Regions from separate parts of the Hordeum vulgare genome. Here all the other regions are linked to region 2. Evidence: chromatin contacts called from public Hi-C data. All regions are on one chromosome and are shown on one strand. Each heading gives the region's core, a stretch centred on a gene start, on an enhancer-like site or on the middle of the called end of the contact. The rest is flanking DNA. Distances are from core to core; before and after follow the strand shown. Region 1 holds the start of LOC123401617 (DNA-binding protein SMUBP-2-like). Region 2 holds the start of LOC123403689 (ornithine carbamoyltransferase, chloroplastic). Region 3 holds the start of LOC123401792 (9-cis-epoxycarotenoid dioxygenase NCED1, chloroplastic-like).

The links. A called contact is a pair of places that touch in the nucleus more often than the background predicts.
Region 1: a contact with region 2 is called in a Hi-C map of leaf, with 9 times the contacts expected there. The contact joins the promoter of LOC123401617 here to the promoter of LOC123403689 in region 2. A contact is called at or near these places in 2 of 6 Hi-C or Micro-C datasets (both in leaf) and 1 of 1 datasets of contacts at active chromatin or transcription factors (embryo).
Region 3: a contact with region 2 is called in a Hi-C map of seedling, with 5 times the contacts expected there. The contact joins the promoter of LOC123401792 here to the promoter of LOC123403689 in region 2. A contact is called at or near these places in 2 of 6 Hi-C or Micro-C datasets (leaf and seedling).

Annotation. Positions count from the first base shown.
Region 1 is chr6H:463,060,914-463,065,416 of MorexV3_pseudomolecules_assembly, reverse strand. LOC123401617 (DNA-binding protein SMUBP-2-like) reads left to right here and starts at 2,877. Exons shown (of 7, transcript XM_045095453.1): 1 at 2,877-3,050; 2 at 3,159-4,503. The coding sequence starts at 3,629.
Region 2 is chr6H:463,349,533-463,354,284 of MorexV3_pseudomolecules_assembly, reverse strand. It overlaps LOC123403689 (ornithine carbamoyltransferase, chloroplastic), which reads right to left and starts at 1,515. Exons shown (of 5, transcript XM_045097601.1): 1 at 1,125-1,515; 2 at 1-295. The coding sequence starts at 1,317.
Region 3 is chr6H:463,011,399-463,015,706 of MorexV3_pseudomolecules_assembly, reverse strand. LOC123401792 (9-cis-epoxycarotenoid dioxygenase NCED1, chloroplastic-like) reads left to right here and starts at 1,494. Exons shown (of 1, transcript XM_045095641.1): 1 at 1,494-4,308. The coding sequence starts at 2,396.

The DNA of each region.
Region 1 (4,503 bases), core at 1,628-4,127, 290 kb after region 2:
AATAGCCGCAATGCATTTCTGGTAAGAACAGAAGCCAAGCTTGTCAGGGGCATCCTCTTTGCACTCAAAGTATGGGCCATAAGCAACCACTTCCTCCCGAATATGATTGAATACATGCCTCCTCATTCGGAAGCGACGATGAAATTGATGCAGTTTGTAAAGTGCGGTTCTCTCAAAGTAGTTGGAACACAGGATGTCATGCCCTTTCTCCTTATTACGGTTCAAGGATGAAGCATGGTTGGGGATTGATCCCTTTAACCGAGGCCGCATCCTACTGATGTGGTCATGGATGACCAATGCCACCACCACTATATCCTCATCGTCCGAGGGCGAATCATCTGATGAACAAATGAAGTTGTGAAAGAAATACTCATCCCCCATATCAATGGTACCTTTCGAGCAAAGCGTGGTGGAGACGCGGCCAGAAGGGGCGCGTTAAGCCCCTTCGCAGGCAGGAAGGTGGACGACCGTGGGCGGAGGGCGGAGGAACGAGAGGGGAGGAAAAAAGAGGTCGTTCCACCGACGGGCAAAGCAAGGTGGACGACATACGTGGCGAAGACTATTGCGAGGGGCGTAGGCGGAGCGAGGAAAGGGGAGGAAGAAAAGGGGTTGTGTCCCCGACGGGCAGGCCAGGGAGGACTAGGGCGCCCTTCCCGCCCGTCCTGCGCTGTCCGTTTGGCCGCAAACACGGCCCAACTTGGGCCAGGAATGGGTCAAAAGCAGACAAAAAATGGACATTTGTCTGTTTGCTCCCGCGCGTTGGGCCGCGATTTGTGTCCGTTTACTCCCAAACGGACCCGGGTGGACGATTTGGGGTCAACTCCAACGCACACCCCCAAATGGACGTCGGTTTTGTCCGGTTTCATCCGTTTGGTGGTCGGAATGGGGATGTGTCCGTCCGGATTTGGGTTTGCATCGGCGGGGCGGCCAACGCGCGCTGCATCTTCGGTCGCATTTCGTGTGCACCCAGTTTTTCCTCTTTTTTTATTATTTCCACCAACGATTTTTGTGATATATTGGAATACATTCACCAAGTCTTGGCTAGAATAACAAGCCCAAAGAAAACAAGAACTACAAGAAAGCATTTTAAACCATATCCAACTTTCATAACTACTCCCGTAAGTTTGATTAGTGCTTTTTTGATGCATTTGTTGTTGATATGCGGAGTCTTGATCTTGAATGTTTCTTTCTTCTTCGAGTTTAAAGAAGTTGATGTTGCTTCCACATATCTAATCTCATCTCTAGTGTCTACTCTAGCAAGAAGTGCACGAACATCTATTAAATTATGTGCTATCAGTGCATCGATATATTCTTCTTCCCAAAACTAAAAGTTGCATCCATCCTACACAATAAATATTTGATTGTAAGCAAAACAACCCGAATCCGGAATCACAACCGAAGCTAAACTAGCACGTATCCCATCATTTTTTCACTTGACAAACACCCATCCGGTGTGTTCCGGCGTTGTAGACACGCGACACACACCCTTCAGTGGACAGTCGTCACGCTTTATGAGCGGCATCGGGGCGTCGACGAGCATTTGGGCCAGCATCGAACCCGGACGACGACCGTTGGTGTATTTCTCGAACTGCCGATGGGGTGGATCCGAGCGGCTAGAGGTAGATTCAGTACCTGCATCCGTCCTGGGGGCGTTGTCGGGGCTATGTGGACCGGTGCCCCGGCCAGTCCATGGCACGCCTCGGCCTCCAGTGGCCTGCCGCACACAAATCCGGTTAGATCCGCTCCAAATACGGCTACCGGTTGCGTTGAAGGTGGGGCAAGGGGTTAGACAGCTCGTGGTATGGAGAAAACGTGGACGTGCGGTCGGTCGTGCTCGACACCTACACGACCGCAATGGAAGCTGGCTGAGACGAGAAGGGAGAGGAGCGAGGTGTGCGGCCGGAGTTTGAGGAAGGAAAATGGAAAAAAGACGGATGTGTCACCAAGAGGCGGGCTATGGGCGAACAATGACACGTGTCGCGGTGGTCAACGCAAGTCCGTTTGGCTGCAACGCAGTTCAAACTTAAATCAGGAATGAATCGAAAGCGAATAAAAACGGACATTTTTGTGTTCGCTTAGGTGCGTTGGCCCGCTGTTTATTATGTCCGTTTACAAACGGACGCGATTTGGGGTCGTGGCTCTGTTACTCGTGAGTTGGAGTTGCCCTGAGCTCCTGCCTCGTGCACGGCGCCGAACCATTCGTGCACGGCTAACTCACGTAGCGCGGTGCGGCCTTCCAGGGAACGCGAGGCTTGCCTTTGTCGGACGAGGCGACGGAGGCGAGGCCGGCGGCGGCGTCGAGGTCGTCGTCCATGACGGGCGTGGGGCGGGAGCACGCGGGCGGGAGGTTTTTTTTGGGGGGGGGGAATGAAGGAAAATGGTGGTGGATGCCACCGACCGGCGGAGCCGGAAAGAAGAGTAGGCGCGCGTCCGTCACATGTCCGCGCCGACACAAATCCGGTTTAAAATTGGGTCGGGAATGGGTCGTCAGGCGGACGTCAAACAAACGCGCGTCTGTTTGGGTCGGCGCGTCGGGCCGACTTTTGTGCCCACGCCGACCCAAACCAACGGCAGCGGACGAAATGGATCGATCCAATGGTTGCTCTAAGAGCAAGTACAATAAGGTACAGTCAGCAGGCTGTAAGGATTAAAATACTATATTTTTAATGAGTTAGATGAGAGAGAAGAGGAGAGTGCTTCGTGAGAATGAATGATGGACCATATATGATAAAAATAGTACTCTTTTATAGCTAACTATTATACGGGCTAGCTATAAAATAGACTATAAGATGGTTTATAGTCAGCAGGTGGCTATAATATTAACCATGCTCTAAGCTCCTGCCTCGCGCACGGCGCCGAACCATTCGTGCACGGCCAACTCACGTAGCGCGGCGCGGCGCGGCAGCAGCCGGCCACCGCCTCCCGCCTCCCAAGAGCGCCCTTGAGCGGCGCAGCAGCCTCGCAAACGTGTCATTGCCCCAAGTCCAAAGTCCAGAGCAGCGCCAGCGCGGAATGTTCCGCCTGCTGTCCCCACCCCGACCGTGACGCCGGTAAGGTGTTCGCTCTAATGCCTGCCAGCCAGCCAGCCAGCCAGCCAGTCCGCCCGCGGGGAGAAAGCTGGCCGCCATTCTTTGTCTCATTTTATTGTGGTCCATCAGGATCCACGGACGCTTCCCCCCACCCTGATTTTGGTTGAACAGAATCAGCCCCGCCGGACCGGTGAATCTGCATCTGCATCGCGTCTGGACGCGCCGGCGCCTGCGTGGACAGCGGGATCGCGCGCCATGCGTTGGTTGGACAGCAAGCGCGAAGCCGGAGCCGATCCGATGGGCGCTGTCAGGGGCTTTCGGGACCATGGAAACTGGGCGGAGACGACGTGGGCGCCAGCCGCGCGAAGCCAGAGCCGGGGACGGCACTTTACTTGCCTGCGGTGCTAACGCAGCCGCGCCCTGCGCCACCAGTCATCCACTCTCCACCGGCCGTCTCCTCCTCTTGACCCAGGGCCAGGGAGGATTTCACCCGCCGAGGCTGAGCCGAGTCACCGGTCAGCACCTCGCTCCCTTCCCGCTCCCCTCCCGCTGCCCCGCGCCGCAGCCTCCGCCGGCAGCCGTGACCGTGGAGCGACGGCATGTCTCTTGATCTCTTTTCCTCTAGGTTCCTGTTTTCTTCTGGCGCTGCGAAGAAGCTCCCCAGCAGGAGAAGGGTCACGTTCGTTGCTGCTGCTCCTTCGTCTGCGTCCACGCCGTCGCCGGCACGGTCGCAGGATGCCTCTTCTTCTTCCAGGCAAAGGAGTGTACGTGTTGCGCCATTGGGTCCCAGCAAAGGTGCGCCTCGACCTGCCGGTGGCAATGGCAGGACTAGGAGGAGGAGGCAGAGGAGGACGGTCGAGGGAGGGCAAGAACAAGGCGGCTGCGTGCCGTCGGTGGAGGAGGCGTCCATAAGGGTAGGGACGCTGTATGAGAACGGCGATCCACTAGGCCGGAAGGAGCTTGGCCGGTGTGTTGTGGAGTGGCTAAGGCAGGGGATGCAATCCATGGCATCCAAATTCGCTTCGGCCGAGCTTCAGGGTGAGATGGCGGACCTCACCACAGCGGCATTGACCCTGAATTGGGGATCAGCAGAAGGCCAGCTTGGGTTTGTGATCCAGGCACAGCCTTATCTCTCACCCGTCCCCATGCCCAAGGGTCTGGAGGCACTCTGCTTCAAGGCCTGTACACACTACCCCACCCTTTTCGACCATTTCCAGCGTGAGCTCCGTGGTGTCCTGCTGAGTTACCAGAACCAGGGGCTCATCTACGACTGGCGCTCCACGCAGACATGGAAGCTGTTGAAGGAAATGGCCAATTCTACTCATCACCGGGCAGCTGTGCGCAGGACGACACCACGAACTAAAGCGGTTCACAGTAGCATCGGCATAAGCCTCAAGAAGGTAAGGCTGATGCAGGATAGGATTGAAGACTTTGTGAGGCATATGTCAGACCTGCTACGCATCGAGCGAGACGC
Region 2 (4,752 bases), core at 266-2,765:
CCAGAAAGTACACGAGCAACATCACGGGTCTCCTCACGCTTGCCCATCTGGATATCATCAGGACCTAAATAGACGGCATGCCCACCAAGCAAGAAGAATCCTGTTTCAAATGAAACACGGGTCCTCATTGACGGCTTGGCAAAGACCATTGCCATCGACTTTCCTTTGAACGGTTGGAAGCTCCTGTCTCCTGATTTTATCATTGCCTTAACCTCAATTGCTCGGTTAAGAATCTTCATGATTGTATCTTTGTCAAAATCATTGATATGGAGGAAATCCTTAGGAACCTGTTTGCCTGCAAGAAAATGTAGTGTTGTCAATAAAGTTAGCAAAATTTTGTTACATCTTCAGTAATAAAAGTTTACTCTGATGCACAAAACTTTTGAAATGTACACTAAGTTTCCGTCACTCACATGCTTTCAGGAAGGAAAAAAAAAAGATAAAAGCTAATGAGCAAACCAGTGAATTTCAGAGCTAACATCTTTACCATAAGAAAAACTATTGCTCAATGGTGATCACTGGTGAGGAACGAAGTAGGTGAGCACAACATAACAGTGATGACGGGGACAAGGAAAGCACAGTCTGTGTTTTGCAGTGTCCAACCAGAAAAATCTGTACATTTCTTGTTTGATCACCATATGAATAGTGTGATCTCTCTGCGTGGATTCTCATTACAAATAATTTCTCATCCAGTGTCATATAAAAATGATCACCAGAATTTTGACACAGCTGATGATCAATCATAAGGGGGCTCTTCATTTTATATCAAAAGCTATTTAAGACTTCAAACTTTGCGCGCTGCTAGCAACTACTCCCTCCGTTGCTGAAATGGGTGTATCTTGACACGTTTCAGTGTGTGGATACACTCATTTCAGCGACAGTTGATTCCGGACAGAGGTTGTGCTAACTAGTCCCTGAGGAATCGACATTGGCAGAGGATTGGAAACTGCCCACATTGGGAGCCCTGGAAGCTACTCAAGTTTCACGGCAGGTACCATGTCACAACTGATCATTTCCTGTTTGTCAAAATCAATTTCGAACAAATACAATAACCCCACCAGGACCCTAGTTAATGTGTCCCATAATCAACAAAAGTAATTCAATGCAGGCTTAGAAACCCTAACCATCTTTCCCCGTGGAGGGGACCGCGGCAGGGCTGGACACTGCGGCGGCCGCGACCCCGCGGCGGGCCGCGGAGGCGGAGGATGCGGCGATTGGTCGCGCTGAAGGCGGATGGATGGGGAGCAACTGTGGGCGCCGGGTGGAGGTAGGGGTGGAGAGGACGAGGTGGCCGCCGGAAATCGCCGCTGCAGCCATCGCAAGGAGATGCTTCAGTGACTGTCGGCGACGGAGGGTGGAAAAAGGGGATACCGGAGGCTGGTTGCCACTGGAATCCGGCGGAGGTGGACGGCGCGGCGGCTAGGGCGGCGGCCTGAGTGCGGCGGCTCGTGGCTTCGAGAAAGGTCGGGATGGACGGGCCAGCTGGATCCGGCGAGGGGCGTATGTAGAGAATTCGTTACACTTGCCCTTTCGCATTTTTTAGAAGAATTATTACGTATTTTTAACACGATACGGACACGCGTTCATACATATGCAGTACAATTATCCCTACGCACTCACAGCTCGCCTTTGTGAGCATAGCCTTCGTAGAAGGATGTGAGAACCTCTCTGTCAAGTCTATGACTTGAAATTGATGGGCTTGGAATAGCATTGTCCTTTTAAATATCAACCACATATTGGTTTGTATTTATTATTTTGTTCTGAAAAATTAGTCCATTTTATATGTGATCTCGTATATTTTAGTGAAAACGCTTGACTTAGGATAGGATCGCACGCGAGCATCCGTCGCCTCGTTCATAGGACACTGTCCTGCATGGAGCCCACTCGACATTAGAGGTAACTAGATGACCCGGTTGCGCCAATGGCGCAAGAAGCCAATTAAAAAGAATGTTAGTATTGAGTAACTGGAAATATAATGCAATGTGGATTGTATTATACCATGTATTAACCACAAATCATGAAATCAATACCAGAGAACCAAATAATGTCACCACCTTTGTACTAACAACCAACATTTTAGCATAAGGAGTATCATAGGAGTGTTTACTTGCACATTAGTAGTATCACAATTACAACTAAAGAGGCATTGTCCTCACTGTTGTCCCTGAGTCCATCACAAGAAGAGTTCCAAGCCTCGCAACTTCTTCCTCCAGCTCTCCACATGACCCTCAGTTACGAACCTCACCCCCAGCTATGATTATTTCAAGATGAAATCAACATGCTATTTCTCTCACATGGAACATGTTCAGAATTTAGTCAGTCTCACTAATCTTTCAGCTACAAAGGCAGATAGAAAAATGGCATGATCAGTAACTAAAAAAATGGAACAATAATGCTTGTGGCAGTAAAAAAACCGAGAAAGTGAATTAAGGACAACAGAACAATTATTTGTAACAACGGCAAGCTTGGCTGTTGCAAAATGATCACTCTGAAACTATATCTTTAGAACCAAATTAAAAATAAATAAAATAATCTAATACTCCCTCCGTCCCAAAATAACTGTATCTATTTTGTACAAAAACACCATGTATCTTTAGGACCAATTTTTAGACCATGGTACCACATAAATCAAGAATTAGACATCAGACTGCAATGTATTTATGGTCAGTTACCAATCATGTCACACCAAGGATTTGCACATACAACCTGAAATAACTACAACTAGCTTGAAATCTGAAATTCACCGGATGACAGACAAAAATAATACCACCAAACCTTATTCTTATTGGACGAGCACAAAATTTATAAGAAGATAACACACACAAAATCCTATTTGGTTTGTGGATGCATGCACTTTCTGGATTGTGCACATCAAAGCATGCAAGAACATTCCTAGGAGAGCCATTGTAGCACAACGAAGTAAACAAAAAATCAAAAAAGAGAAGTGAGTTTGTATCATGTAATTTAGTAATGTATGAGGCTATCAGCCCACATCACCATTTATTTTTCAGAGACCAAAGAAAATGACAGAAGTTTCCCTATTCTTTCCTGTACCTTTCTACCAGAATGCTCTCTATTTACGAGCACCACACACACTATTTCCACTTGGCGGCAGGTTGGACACAACAATCCTCGCCGCGAGCTGCAGAAGAACCACACACGCACATACGTCAGGCCAGGAGACACGAACACGGGCGCCGTGAGGGGGGAACGGAACAGACCGGAAGGGGAGAAACAAATCGAAAGAGGGAATGTACGGAGGCATAGTCGGGCTGGGAGGCCCTGAGCGTGGCGGCGGTCTCGGCGGCGAGCTCGTCGAGCTGGCTGGTGGTGACGCCCATGTATACCCCGGCGCAGACCTTCTGAGCTTCTTGAGCCGCGCCGTGATCTTGTCGAAGTGCACCATCTCCGTCCACCCGTCCCGCTTCACGACGTACATCACCGAAAACTAACAAAAACACACTCATGTCCATCATCCAAAGAGGCAATGGTTTTGCCTATTTGTACATCAGAATCAATGATTGAATCATCAACAGATTGGTACATGCAACATGCTTAAATATCATGCAGGAGAAGAATTAACTGCCACATTTATGAATAACTGAACATCATGAATGCCATGCTGCATTTTGTAATGGTAATGATCCAAGATAGTTAAATAGATGGTCATTATTAGGAATGCTCCATAGGATCTAAAGACACGTGTGCATGTTTCTTAAGTATAACTGAACATTATGAATGCCATGCTGCATTTAGCTCTATTAGCTTGACTTGTAGTGATGGGGACACCGCAAAGTTGATCATGTCCTAATAGTCACACACAACAACCTTGTAGAAGATCATGCCCACCCTTGGTCCTTGGAGGGACGTGTGTTGTAGTGGTAACCACATCAGTGAACTTGAAAGGATATACATGTTCCTACATTACATAAATGAAACAATAAGCATTTTCGCAATAGGACTACATCACTGATACATGCTTTAATCATAAAATCAATCTGTAGTGGCATGCCTGAAGAAACAAAAAAAATAGTGCAAGCTATAGGCACGCAACATAGGAAGACTCGCTACAGTAGCCAACCCTCACAACATCTTAAAAGGAAATGGACCGCAACTTTCAAAGCCAAGTCGCAACTGGATGACAAACGAATAAGCATCTCAACAAATCAAACAAGCAACACCAGCCCCACAACCAGGTAGCCTGAGCCTGAAACCAACGCTTCCCTCGAGATTTCTGCATAGAACAAACGATCACAATCCAAGCACCAAAATGCAGGCATGAGCTAACCAATAAAGAAGCACCTCAATTACGCTTCCCAGTATGAAGCACCTCACCTGAACCATGGATGACTATTATACCTTAAACTGCAGTTCATGCAATGCAAAATAATAAGCACTGAAAAGGAAGTAGTTGAAACAACCGAAACATTGTTCTCTCCTGATCTTGGTTGCACCCTGGATAGATCAGACCATGCAAGTAGGTTAGACAATCAATAAGGCCTTGTATGATCAGACTACGGTCTTATTCGACGCCACATATATGATCTGTTTCATCCCAAAGAGGAATGATTTGGCTTTCAGTTTGTAAAAATATAGAATAGTTAATAAATCGAGGCCCTAGCAATCAATAATTTTATCTCTAGAAGTCCTTTCATCAGTTCAGGGTAATAACTCTATAGAGTAATGCACATCAAAGGACACACAATTAAGATGCAAAAAAGCAAATCCCCAGTTCAGTTCTACTCAAAGACA
Region 3 (4,308 bases), core at 245-2,744, 340 kb after region 2:
AAACAAAAAAAAACAAGGACATATATAGTGGGACTCTGAATCCTCGGAGACTCATGCCGCATGTTGGTGCTGAACTGCCTATGCGTGCACGCGTTCGTCTATGAACAAGCTGGTATGTATTGTATAGATTGCTCCCGTTTCGTCTGCTCTCTTGAGAGAAAAGTGAAGTGCTAAACGGAAATTGCGTTTGGTGGCCGAGCTCCATGAAGGCCTTTAAATTTGAAATTCAAATTTCATAAAAAATCATATTTTTACATTTTAGAAATTTTGAAAAAAAATATAGGGATAAGTGAAGGCGTAACACATGTGTGTAAATTTTCAAAAAAAAAATATTGAAATGAGGGCTGTGTAAAAAAGACAAATCTAAGGTTTTTTATACATGACACTATTTATCGTTTCAGGCCATGCATTTGTCTTTTTTGTGCAGACCATATCTTAAGGTATTTCATCCTAAATTTTTACACACGTGCACATAACATCCTTCTTTACTTGCATATTTTTTTTCAGGTTTTTTTAAACTGAAAAATTTAAATTTTGAATTATTAAAAAATTTCGGTCTCCATAAAGGCCGAGCTCCAAACGTCCGCTCTTAGCGCTAAGCTGGTATAGAACTTGCTTGCAAGTTGTACCAACACTACTACGGTACTACCTCCATGGATCATCGCTCAGATATTGCTGAGATGCGGCCTGAGAAGTTGTGCATGATATTCCGTGGAAGGTGGAAACGGGAAGAAGGATGGCGACCGCCGACCGGGGAGCAAGTGGATGGACGAGCGAGTGGTAGCAGGTGCCGAGGATTAATGGCTGATATGGACCGTGGGTCCCGTCAGTCCGCATCAAACAGTAGATTGATAATAATCTGGAAGAAAAGATTGTAACGGTTTATCCTGTCTCGCCCAATCATGTTATGGATAACTGCGCTGCTCAGTTTCACACAGGTGTATGGCTGGATGCTCTCCATGGATCCAACCAACCAATAGGCACTAAAATATACGCCCTCTCTTTTTAAATATAAGTTTTTAAAAAAATTATTAGAGGACTACCACTAAGTAAAATAAATGAATCTACATTTTAAAGTATGTCTATATGCATTTGTATATAGTCTTATAATAAAATTTTAAAAAGACTTCTTGTGTATCTAAATAATTATAGTTGGAAAGAACTATCAGTTTTCTCAAACTACAATTATTTAGATATAAAGGGAGTATTTAGGAATGGATGAAATACTACTTTCATACCTAAATAATTGTGATTGAGGATAACTAGATATTTAGTTACGGAGGGAGTAAATCTTTTTAGAGATTTCACTAGAAGACTACATACGGATTAAAATGAATAAATCTACATTTAAAAAAAATATATATATACATCCGTATGTAGTCTCTTAATGAAACCTTTTAAAAAATTATATTTAAAATCGGAGGAAGTAGTAACTAGATAGCCACAGATACGCCATGCATGCAAAGTGTAATTTGGTAAGATTTCACACGCATCACTGTGCAGGGACCAAGTTTTGTACAACCCACAGGCCACAGCCAAATGATAAGTAGTGAAAATTAATGTTGATCATGTCTAATCTATCCAAAGCATGTCCTTTTATAGCTGCCTGTACTGGACACTTGCCTAGCGCTGCAAACGAAATTGTGTGAATGCGCCCTTTCCAAGCTAGCCACTTGAAAACCTTGGCACTTCTTCTCCATACATGATCCAGCCACCAGTTTGTAGGATTCTAGACCATACTGTATGTAGTTGTCCATTTGGTGAGAACATAAAAGTTGGCAGTGTAGCAGGGTTCACCATTTCAGTCATCCCACTAACCCTCCAAATATTTATATTTAGGGCCACAAAAAGCATGATACTTGTTGTGGTTAGACTGATAGACTCCCTCAATATCCGAAGTTTTGGCACAATTTGATGAATCTCTAGATAAGTAGATATATTCAGACAAAAAGAACCATGAACACCAGAGTTCCCGCCGCGGACCCTTGTTTGATGATTGCTAAATTTTTGCATGCCAATTCTCCATTGGCAGCTCTAGTTCATTTTGCTAGTCAATGTTGACCAACTTATGGGCAAACAATCCCTGAAAAAAGAAACCAAAATACAGGTAAACTTGTGCACAAACCAAACACCCTAGGGCAACTTTTCATCCTCTCAGATTGTGCCGTCGCTTGCGATCCAACGGTCCACGTGATCTTTGAATTTTCACCAAATAAACATCTCCACCGGGTAAGTTTGCCTTTTACCAAGGCTATATATACCCATGCCATACAAGCAGCAAAAGGCAGTAGTGTGCGAACCGGTGTCGGCATTTGCTGCTACTCACCTGGGTTCCAACACAAAAATTGTTAGTAATCCAAAGAACCATTGATCTGCAGACTCCAGACTGCAGAAAATGGAGGGAGCACTTGTCACCTCCAACTTCAGCATGGCTGACCTCTACCCCGCCAAAGCCAATGCTGCCCATGCTCCGAGATCGAGGAGGCTCTCCTACATCTCGCCTGCCGCGTCTTCTGCTGCTGCACCGAACCCCAGCTACAGAAGGAAGAAGAGCACGTCGCCTCCGCCGCCGTCGGCTGCCGCCACCGCCACCGTGCTCACCTCGCCGCCCAAGCCGGTCGAGCAACAAGAGACGGAAGAGCACCTGGTGGACAGGTCGGTAAACAATGCGACCGGTACAAGGGTGGCTACCGCGAGAGCGAGCAGGGCGTCCGCTGCGCCGCGGCAGGCGCCTCGGTCGTCCAGGCCTCGCCGCCGGCCTTCCACCTCGCTGCAGGCGGCGTTCTGCAACGCGCTGGAGGAGGCGATCAACACGTTCGTCGACCCGCCGGTGCTGCGGCCGTCGGTGGACCCGCGGCACGTGCTGTCCGCCAACTTCGCGCCCGTGGACGAGCTGCCGCCCACGCCCTGCCCCGTGGTGCGCGGCGTCATCCCGCGCTGCCTCGCCGGCGGCGCCTACATCCGCAACGGTCCCAACCCGCAGCACCTCCCGCGCGGGCCGCACCACCTCTTCGACGGCGACGGCATGCTGCACTCCCTGCTCCTCCCGACGACGCCCGGCTCCGACCCCGTCCTTTGCTCCCGCTACGTGCAGACGTACAAGTACCTGGTGGAGCGCGACGCGGGCGAGCCGGTCTTGCCCAACGTCTTCTCCGGCTTCCATGGCCTGGCCGGGATGGCGCGCGGCGCCGTCACGGCGGCCAGGGTGCTCACAGGCCAGATGAACCCGATGGAGGGCGTGGGGCTCGCCAACACCAGCCTCGCCGTCTTCGGCGGCCGCCTCTACGCGCTCGGCGAGTCGGACCTCCCGTACGCCGTGCGCGTCGACCCGGCCACGGGCGAGGTGACCACGCTCGGCAGGTGCGACTTCGGTGGCCGCCTCAGCATGGGCATGACCGCGCACCCCAAGAAGGACCCCATCACCGGCGAGCTCTTCGCGTTCCGCTACGGCCCCATGCCGCCGTTCGTCACTTACTTCCGGTTCGACCCGGCAGGGAACAAGGGCGCCGACGTGCCCATCTTCTCCGTGAAGCAGCCGTCTTTCCTGCACGACTTCGCCGTGACGGAGCATTATGCGATATTCCCCGAGATACAGATCGTGATGAACCCCATGGGCATGGTGGTGGGCGGCGGCTCGCCCGTCGGGGCGGACCCCGGCATGGTGCCTCGCCTGGGCGTGATCCCCAAGTACGCCGCGGACGAGTCGGAGATGCGGTGGTTCGAGGTGCCGGGGTTCAACATGATGCACTCGGTGAACGCGTGGGAGGAGGCCGGCGGCCAGGAGATCGTGATGGTGGCGCCCAACATCCTGTCCATCGAGCACACGCTGGAGCGCATGGAGCTGATCCACGCCTCAGTGGAGCTGGTGCGCATCAACCTCCGCACCGGCAACGTCACCCGCACGCCGCTGGCGGCCGCGAACCTCGACTTCGGCGTGATCAACCCGGCCTGCCTCGGCCGCCGCAACAGGTACGGCTACTTCGGCGTGGGCGACCCCATGCCCAAGATCGGCGGGGTGGCCAAGCTCGACTTCGACCGTGCAGGCCACGGCGACTGCACCGTGGCGCGCCGGGACTTCGGGCCGGGGTGCTTCGCCGGGGAGCCATTCTTCGTCTCCGACGACGTCGAGGGGAACGGCGACGAGGACGACGGCTACGTGGTGTGCTACGTGCACGACGAGGGCACCGGCGACAACCGGTTCGTGGTGATGGACGCACAGTCGCCCGACCTGGACATCGTCGCCGAGGTGCAGCTTCCATCCCGCGTCCCCTACGGCTTCCACGGCCTGTTCGTCAGGCAGGCCGAGCT